2 separate regions of the Xenopus laevis genome follow, and region 2 is linked to region 1. Evidence: chromatin contacts called from public Hi-C data. All regions are on one chromosome and are shown on one strand. The core of a region is the stretch at or near the end of the contact, and the rest is flanking DNA. Distances in the headings are between cores, read along the strand shown.

What was found. A called contact is a pair of places that touch in the nucleus more often than the background predicts.
Region 2: a contact with region 1 is called in a Hi-C map of the XTC cell line, with 4 times the contacts expected there. The contact joins the enhancer-like site here to the promoter of LOC108719403 in region 1. A contact is called at or near these places in 2 of 4 Hi-C or Micro-C datasets (the XL177 cell line and the XTC cell line).

The regions. Positions count from the first base shown.
Region 1 is chr6L:150,516,871-150,520,515 of Xenopus_laevis_v10.1, reverse strand. It overlaps LOC108719403 (zinc fingers and homeoboxes protein 2-like), which reads right to left and starts at 1,620. Exons shown (of 4, transcript XM_018268247.2): 1 at 1,490-1,620.
Region 2 is chr6L:150,574,174-150,577,818 of Xenopus_laevis_v10.1, reverse strand. It overlaps LOC108719403 (zinc fingers and homeoboxes protein 2-like), which reads right to left. Exons shown (of 4, transcript XM_018268247.2): 4 at 1,693-2,367. Among protein-coding and RNA genes, the nearest start is that of derl1.L, 17 kb to the left of the region's middle. Within about 2 kb of position 1,873, at least 1 of the 7 cell types and tissues checked has an H3K27ac peak or open chromatin away from gene starts, as enhancers often do.

The DNA of each region.
Region 1 (3,645 bases), core at 371-2,870:
TAATATTTGTGGTTTTTGAGATATTTAGCTTTTTATTTAGTAGTTCTCCAGTTTGCTATTTCAGCAATCTGGTTGCTAGGGTCCAAGCTACCCTAGCAACCATGCATTGATTTGAATAAAAGACTGGAAAATGAATAGGAGAGGGGTTGAATAGAAAGAGGAGTAATAAAAAGTAGCCTTAGGGTCAGGGCATAAGGCAGATTCAGGGAGATTGGTCGCCCGGTGACAAATCTCCTCTTCGTCGGTGCGACTAATCTCCCCGAACTGCCTTCCCGTTGGCTAAAATGTAAATCTCCGGTGGGGTGGCAATTGGCGCTATTCCTTTTCCTAAGTCAGAAAACGAATTGCATCGAGTGCCATCCCGCCACCAGCATTTTAGCCGACGGGAAGGCAGTTCGGGGAGATTAGTCGCCCGTAGCCGGGTGACTAATTTCCCTGAATCTGCCTGTGTGTCCTGACCCTTACCAGAGCATTTGTTTTTAAATGGGGGGGGGGGTCACTGACCCCCATTTGAAAGCTGGAAAGAGTCAGGAGGAAAAGGCAAATCACTCAAGAGCTATACAAAATACATAATGAGGACCAATTGAAAAGTTGCTTAGAATTGGCCATTCTGTAACATATTAAAATTTTACTTAAAAGGTAGGGTTGCCATCTGGCCTGTATTTTACCAGCCTGGTCGGTAAAAATGATGGCTGATCCCAATGTTATTAATAGGGAAAAAAGACACATATATAGGAAGGCCAGTATTTTTTTCCAGAAAAGGTGGCAACCCTACTTAAATGTGAACCACCCCTTTAACAATTCCTGTAAATTTCAAAGTCCAGCCCAGGGGGCCTTTACCAAACAACCCTGCTATAAGGGTTAGTTCACACGAGGGGATTCAAGGAGATTTTGTCGCCTGGCGACTAATCGCCTCTTCTACCGGCGACAATCTCCCCGAACTGCCTTCGCGTTTCTTCCCATCCGCTATAATGAAAAGTTGCCTGCGCTAAAGCACACGCGGCGCTGTGTTTTCAGAAGATGCCTGAAATTGCCTCACGAGGAAACATCGGGCAACTTCTAAAAACTCAGCGCTGCGTGTGCTTTATAGCAGGCGACTTTAACACCAACACTACTAAGTACAAATCACTGGCTCCCACTACATTCAGGAGGTCTCACAAGAAGTTCTGCAGCAGCAGCAGCTGTTTCACTTTCTCTTTCCCTGGCACATGCTGGCTGTACAGACCCAGAAGATCCAGTTGATTTTTTCATCACAAGTCCCAGAGCCGGACTGGGAGAAAAAAGCAGCCCGGGCAAAAAACAAACAAAGCAGCCCACATGTTAACACACACACACACAGACACACAAACACAGAGACACACACACGCAGACAGAGACACACAAACACAGAGAGACACACACAGAGTCACAAACACACAAAATGACACGCAAACATAGAGAGACACACAAACATAGAGAGACACACACAGACACACACAGACACCCCTACCTCTCCTAGGAGCTTCGTGAAACAGCACGGGAACTCTCTGACACCTCCCAACCCGTCTGCTGGCCAATCAGAGGGACTTTGCCTTTCCCTGACTGATCTTAGGAGGAGGGAGGAACACGCAGCTGCTTGGGGTGTGTGTGAAGCAGAATCACAATGTTCATGCTGTAAGTCTCTCTACCCACAAATCGCCACAAATCAGAAGCGGCCCATTTCACAGGAAAATGGAGCGGCCCTTCGGGAAATTGCCCGAACTGACAGATTGTCAGTCCGGGCCTGATCACGACCTCAGAATTCCCAGCGCAGGAGCTATAGTTCAACTACAACTCACAAACAGCAGGGCGGGCGGTTGAGCTGCAATTCAACAACTGGAGAAACATCCCGGTCTCCTGGACCCCGGTGGCGGGTACATTGCTCCCCCTTTTTAAGGGAATACGCACCCCCAGCAGCAGCAGCGCACTTTCCGCTCAGCACTCACACCCGGCAGTTGAAGAAGCAAAACGTTGCCCCCTGGTTGCTGCTCTGATCCTCATTTAAATAATCCCGGAGCAGCAGCAGCGCTCCCTCCCCCGATGTCTCTGTATGTAACGCCCCACCGCCATGTTTGCTGGAGATTATGTCGCCATAAGAAACGTAGAGATGTTTTTATACAGAGCAGCGACTCCCCTGACGCACGAGCCCCTTCCAACTACCCCCAATAAATCGTCACCCACAAACGTACCCACCGGGGGGCTCAGCAGCAACAGGACCCCTTGTCTCTCCCAGATCAGAGAAAAAGCGGCGTTTTTTTTTTATTCCCTCATTGGGATCAACCATAATTTTTCCCCGCCAGGTGGCACCCTAGCAGTGCCGGGCCTACTCGGCCGGGTGCCCTAGGCAACCCGGCCAACTACTTCGCCCCCTGCCGCTCGCGCATGCACAGAAGTGTGCGAGCGGAAAGGAAGCTCAAGTGCAAAAACCGCACTAGTGCGCATGCACAGAAGACTGTAAACTACATAGAATTGTGGCCTCAGCTTCTGAACATAGCGGTCTGAGCTAGGGGAAGGTGTCAGAAGAGGTACGTGGCTGGCGCCCCTGTGCCTTTGCGCCCTAGGCAAGTGCCTCTTCTGCCTACCCCTAGTTCCGGCCCTGCACCCTAGTCACTGACCCCCTCTAAAAACAAATCCTCTCTAAGGGCAGGGGCACACGGGCAGATTGGGGGAGATTTAGTCGCCTGTCGACTAATCGGCTCTTCTGAAGGGCGACAATCTCCCCGAACTGCCTTCCCCCTGCTATAATGAGAAAACGTCAGCGCAATCGCACTCGCGGCGCTTCGATTTCCGAAGTTGCCTCACGAGGAAACTTCAGGTGACTTCGGAAATCAAATCGCCGCAAGTGCATTGGCGCTGGCTTTTTGTCATTATAGCAGGGGGAAGGCAGTTCGGGGAAATTGTCGCCCCGCAGAAGAGGCAATTAGTCATCAGGCGACTGAATCTGCCCGTGTGCCCCTGCCCTAAGGGTAAGGGCACACCTGGAAATTCGGGGAGATTTAGTCGCCCGGCGACTAATCACCTCTTCTTTGGGGCGACATCTCCCCGAACTGCTTCCCCTTGTCTTCCGCCTGCTTCGATAAAAAACTGCCTGCAGCATGGCACTCGCGGCGCTTTGATTTCCGAAGTTGCCTAACAAGGAAACTTCGGGCGACTTTGGAAATTGAAGCACCGCGAGTGCATTAGCGGAGGCGTTTTCTCATTATAACAGGGGGAAGGCAGTTCGGCGAGTTTGTCACCCCGCAGAAGATTAGATTAGTCGCCAGGCGACAAAATCTCCCCCAATCTGCCCATGTGCCCCTGCCCTAAAGCTAAACATTTATTGTTATTGCTACTTTTTATTACCGTATATACTCGCGTATAAGCCGAGTTTTTCAGCACTGAAAATGTGCTGAAAAAGTCTACCTCGGCTTATACGCGGGTCTCAGTACCGAGTCTCTCCCCTGCTGCTGCGTGCTCGTTCCCAGTGCCCAGTATCAGACAAGCCGCTGCCTACTCCAGCCTCTCCTTCTGGTGACGTCACGAGCGCCATTATTGCGCGGCGGCTTCTGGGATCTCAGTTCGCTTAGCATGGTCACCGGAGGCAGGGGACTGGACCTCGTTCCCTCCTGTGGGTTTCCCTCACTGTGA
Region 2 (3,645 bases), core at 624-3,123, 57 kb before region 1:
TGCTGTGTAGGCATGGGGGCAGCCATTCAAAGCTGAAAAATGAGAAAGGGCACAGGATACACAGCTCTGTAGTATACAACTTATCTGCTATCTACTGTGTATCCTGTGCTTGAATGGCTGCCCCCATGGCTACACATCAGCTTGTTTATATAAACTATAGTAGTACTTATCTGTTATCTACTGTGTATCCTGTGCTTGAATGGCTGCCCCCATGGCTACACAGCAGCTTGTTTATATAAACTATAGTAGTACTTATCTGTTATCTACTGTGTATCCTGTGCTTGAATGGCTGCCCCCATGGCTACACAGCAGCTTGTTTATATAAACTATAGTAGTACTTATCTGTTATCTACTGTGTATCCTGTGCTTGAATGGCTGCCCCCATGGCTACACAGCAGCTTGTTTATATAAACTATAGTAGTACTTATCTGTTATCTACTGTGTATCCTGTACTTGAATGGCTGCCCCCATGGCTACACGGCAGCTTGTTTATATAAACTATAGGAGTGACACACCAGTTGTACCAGTGCAGGTCAACAGTACATTATATTGTCATTCTTTTAATAAACTTTCATTGTTTAGTATTACTGTTCCTTTAAACTTGCGTTCGCTCAGTCTTGCCGCTACTTCACTGATGTTCGAATGAAATTAAGACTTTTTTTTAAAAACTTTTATTCAAACCTCTTAGCGTATTTGTGCAGTATACCGAAATAAGGATATTCCCTCCCCCTTCCCAGACACATCTATTCTTATTTCAACATATACAAGTCATTTTTTTAGAGAGCGCCGGGGGGCGGGGGTTAAAGAAAAAAAAAAATTGCACTCACTGGATCAGTGACTAGACCTAAAAATGGAGGGGAGGGGGCAGGGCAATCATTTGTTGTGCTCATCTCTTCCAGAGAAAAGTCCTTTAAAGGAACAGTTCAGTGTGAAAATAAAAACTGGGTAAATAGATAGGCTGTGCAAAATAAAAAATGTTTCTAATATAGTTAGTTAGCCCATAATGTAATGTATAAAGGCTGGAGTGACTGGATGTGTAACATAATAGCCAGAACACTACTTCCTGCTTTTCAGCTCTCTAACTCTGAGTTAGTCAGTGACTTGAAGGGGGGCCACATGGGACATTTCTGTTCAGTGAGTTTGTAATTGATCCTCAGCATTCAGCTCAGATTCAAAAGCAACAGTTATGTGGTCAAGTCACTGATTGATTACTGCCTGGTAACCAATCAGTGGAAAGCAAGAGAGCTGAAAAGCAGGAAGTAGTGTTCTGGCTATTATGTTACACATCCAGTCACTCCAGCCTTTATACATTACATTTTTGGCTAACTAACTATATTAGAAACATTATTTATTTTGCACAGCCTATCTATTTACCCAGTTTTTATTTTTACACTGAACTGTTCCTTTCAGGGAGATTATCGCCCGGCGACAAATCTCCTCTTCGTCGAGGCGACTAATCTCCGCAAACTGCCTCCCGTCGGCTAGAATGGCACTCGGGAGGGCTCCGTTTACTTCGGGCGACTTCTAATCTAAGCGCTCCGAGTGCTATCCCGCCGGCAATTTCTATTTTAGCCGATGGGAGGCAGTTTGCAGAGATTAGTTGCCCCGACTAAACCTGGCGACTAATCTCCCTGAATCTGAGCGTGCGCCCTGACTCTAAAACATTCATTTGGAAAAGTATCCACCCCCACTAATTAAAATGCACATTTCCTAAGCAACCTTCCTCATTATTTCACTTAATTATATGAAAATGTTCCAAAATTTCTCAAGCCACCAGGAAGCCCTTTTTGTTGAGGTCCGTCAAATTTGCAGCCAAGCAGAATAAAATCAATAATCCTCTGAACACAGCAGAGGCGCTTGCCGAAAAAGGGGGCGGGGTCTCTTGCTCTACTAAACTGCAGTCACAACTGGAGTTTTTCTCTTGTATGAAAGTTAAATTCTTGGATTTACACCAACCATTCCGAGGCAGTGGTCCCACAATTGCATGGATGTACCACAAAGGAGTAAAAATATATATACTGTATATACAGGCAGAGGGCGATAATACAAGTTAGTGGTTACTATTTCTAAACAATTCCGGGAATTTAAAAAAAAAAAAAAAAGCAAATGTATTTTCTGTCAAATAAAAAGGGGCACCCAACTTGTTTTTTTTTTTCAATGGTTTCAAAATGATTCCAATTTAAGCACAAAAAAAATGTACAATGGTCTTCTAGTTCTTTGGCAAAAAGAACTTAATTGTAGTCCAGGAGTTCTGTGCCAGGATTTCACCAATATTCTTGATTTCATTATCAGTTCTTGTAGGAAAATAGATTTCTATATTCTCTTCAAAGACTAAGACCGTCCGGACACTGGATCGGACCCGCTAAACTGAAAGAGAGAAAACAAACATTTGAATTTTGCCTTCTAATATTTTCTAGACGCTTCCTAAAAATATTTTAATTTGTGTGTAAGATTTGGCATACAGGTATGGATCAGTTATTCAGAAACCCGCAACCCATTATCCAGAAAGCTTGTCTCCCATAGACTCTATTTTATCCAAATAATCCAAATTTTTAAAAATAATTTCCTATTTCTCAGCAGCCTGTACTTGATCCAAACGAAAATATCATTCATCTTTATTGGAAGCAAAACCAGACTATTGGGTTTATTTAATGTTTACATGATTTTATAGTAGACTTGAAGCATGAAAATCCAAATAACATAAAGATCTGTTATCCAGAAAACACCACATCCCGAGCATTTAGGATAACAGGTCCCATACCTGTACCTTGTACTTGATCCCAACTAAGATGTAATTAATCCTTATTGGAAGCAAAACCAGCCTATTGGGTTTATTTAATGTTTATATGATTTTCTAGTAGACTTAAAGGACCAGTAACATCAAAAAAAAAATTGAATTTGTTTGTATATAACGGAAAAAAAACACCAAGACATATTTAACTTTAAAATCACAAAGTCTTTATTAAGAACCAACGTACTGAAACTCCATCGTGCGGCACTTGATTTCTCCTCCCTGCCTTCCTTATAGGAAATAGCCAGAGGGCAGAATCGAGCGACCCGCAATGGATTGTTGCCCTGTCGCCTTTTCTAAAGAGGAGCGCAAGCGGAGTTTCGCTAAGTTATTTCTTAATAAATACTTTGCGATTTTGATGTTACTGGTCCTTTAAGATCCAAATTAAGGAAAGATCATTTATCCAGAAAACCCCAGATCCTGAGCATTCTGGATAACAGGTCCCATATCTGTATTACAGTATTTACTGAATTTATTCTAACTATACAAAATTATTCAGATCCCTTGACAAATTATCTCATTTTAACAGATAACACCATTATGTTCTACAGAGCTTATCTGCTGTGTAACCTGAGCCTTTTCTCCTTTGAATGGCTGCCCCCATTGCTACACAGCAGCTTATTTATATAAACTATAGTAGTACTTATCTGTTATCTACTGTGTATCCTGTGCTTGAATGGCTGTCCCCATGGCTACACAGCAGCTTATTTATATAAACTATAGTAGTACTTATCTGTTATCTACTGTGTATCCTGTGCTTGAATGGCTGCCCCCATGGCTACACAGCAGCTTGTTTATATAAACTATAGTAGTACTTATCTGTTATCTACTGTGTATCCTGTGCTTGAATGGCT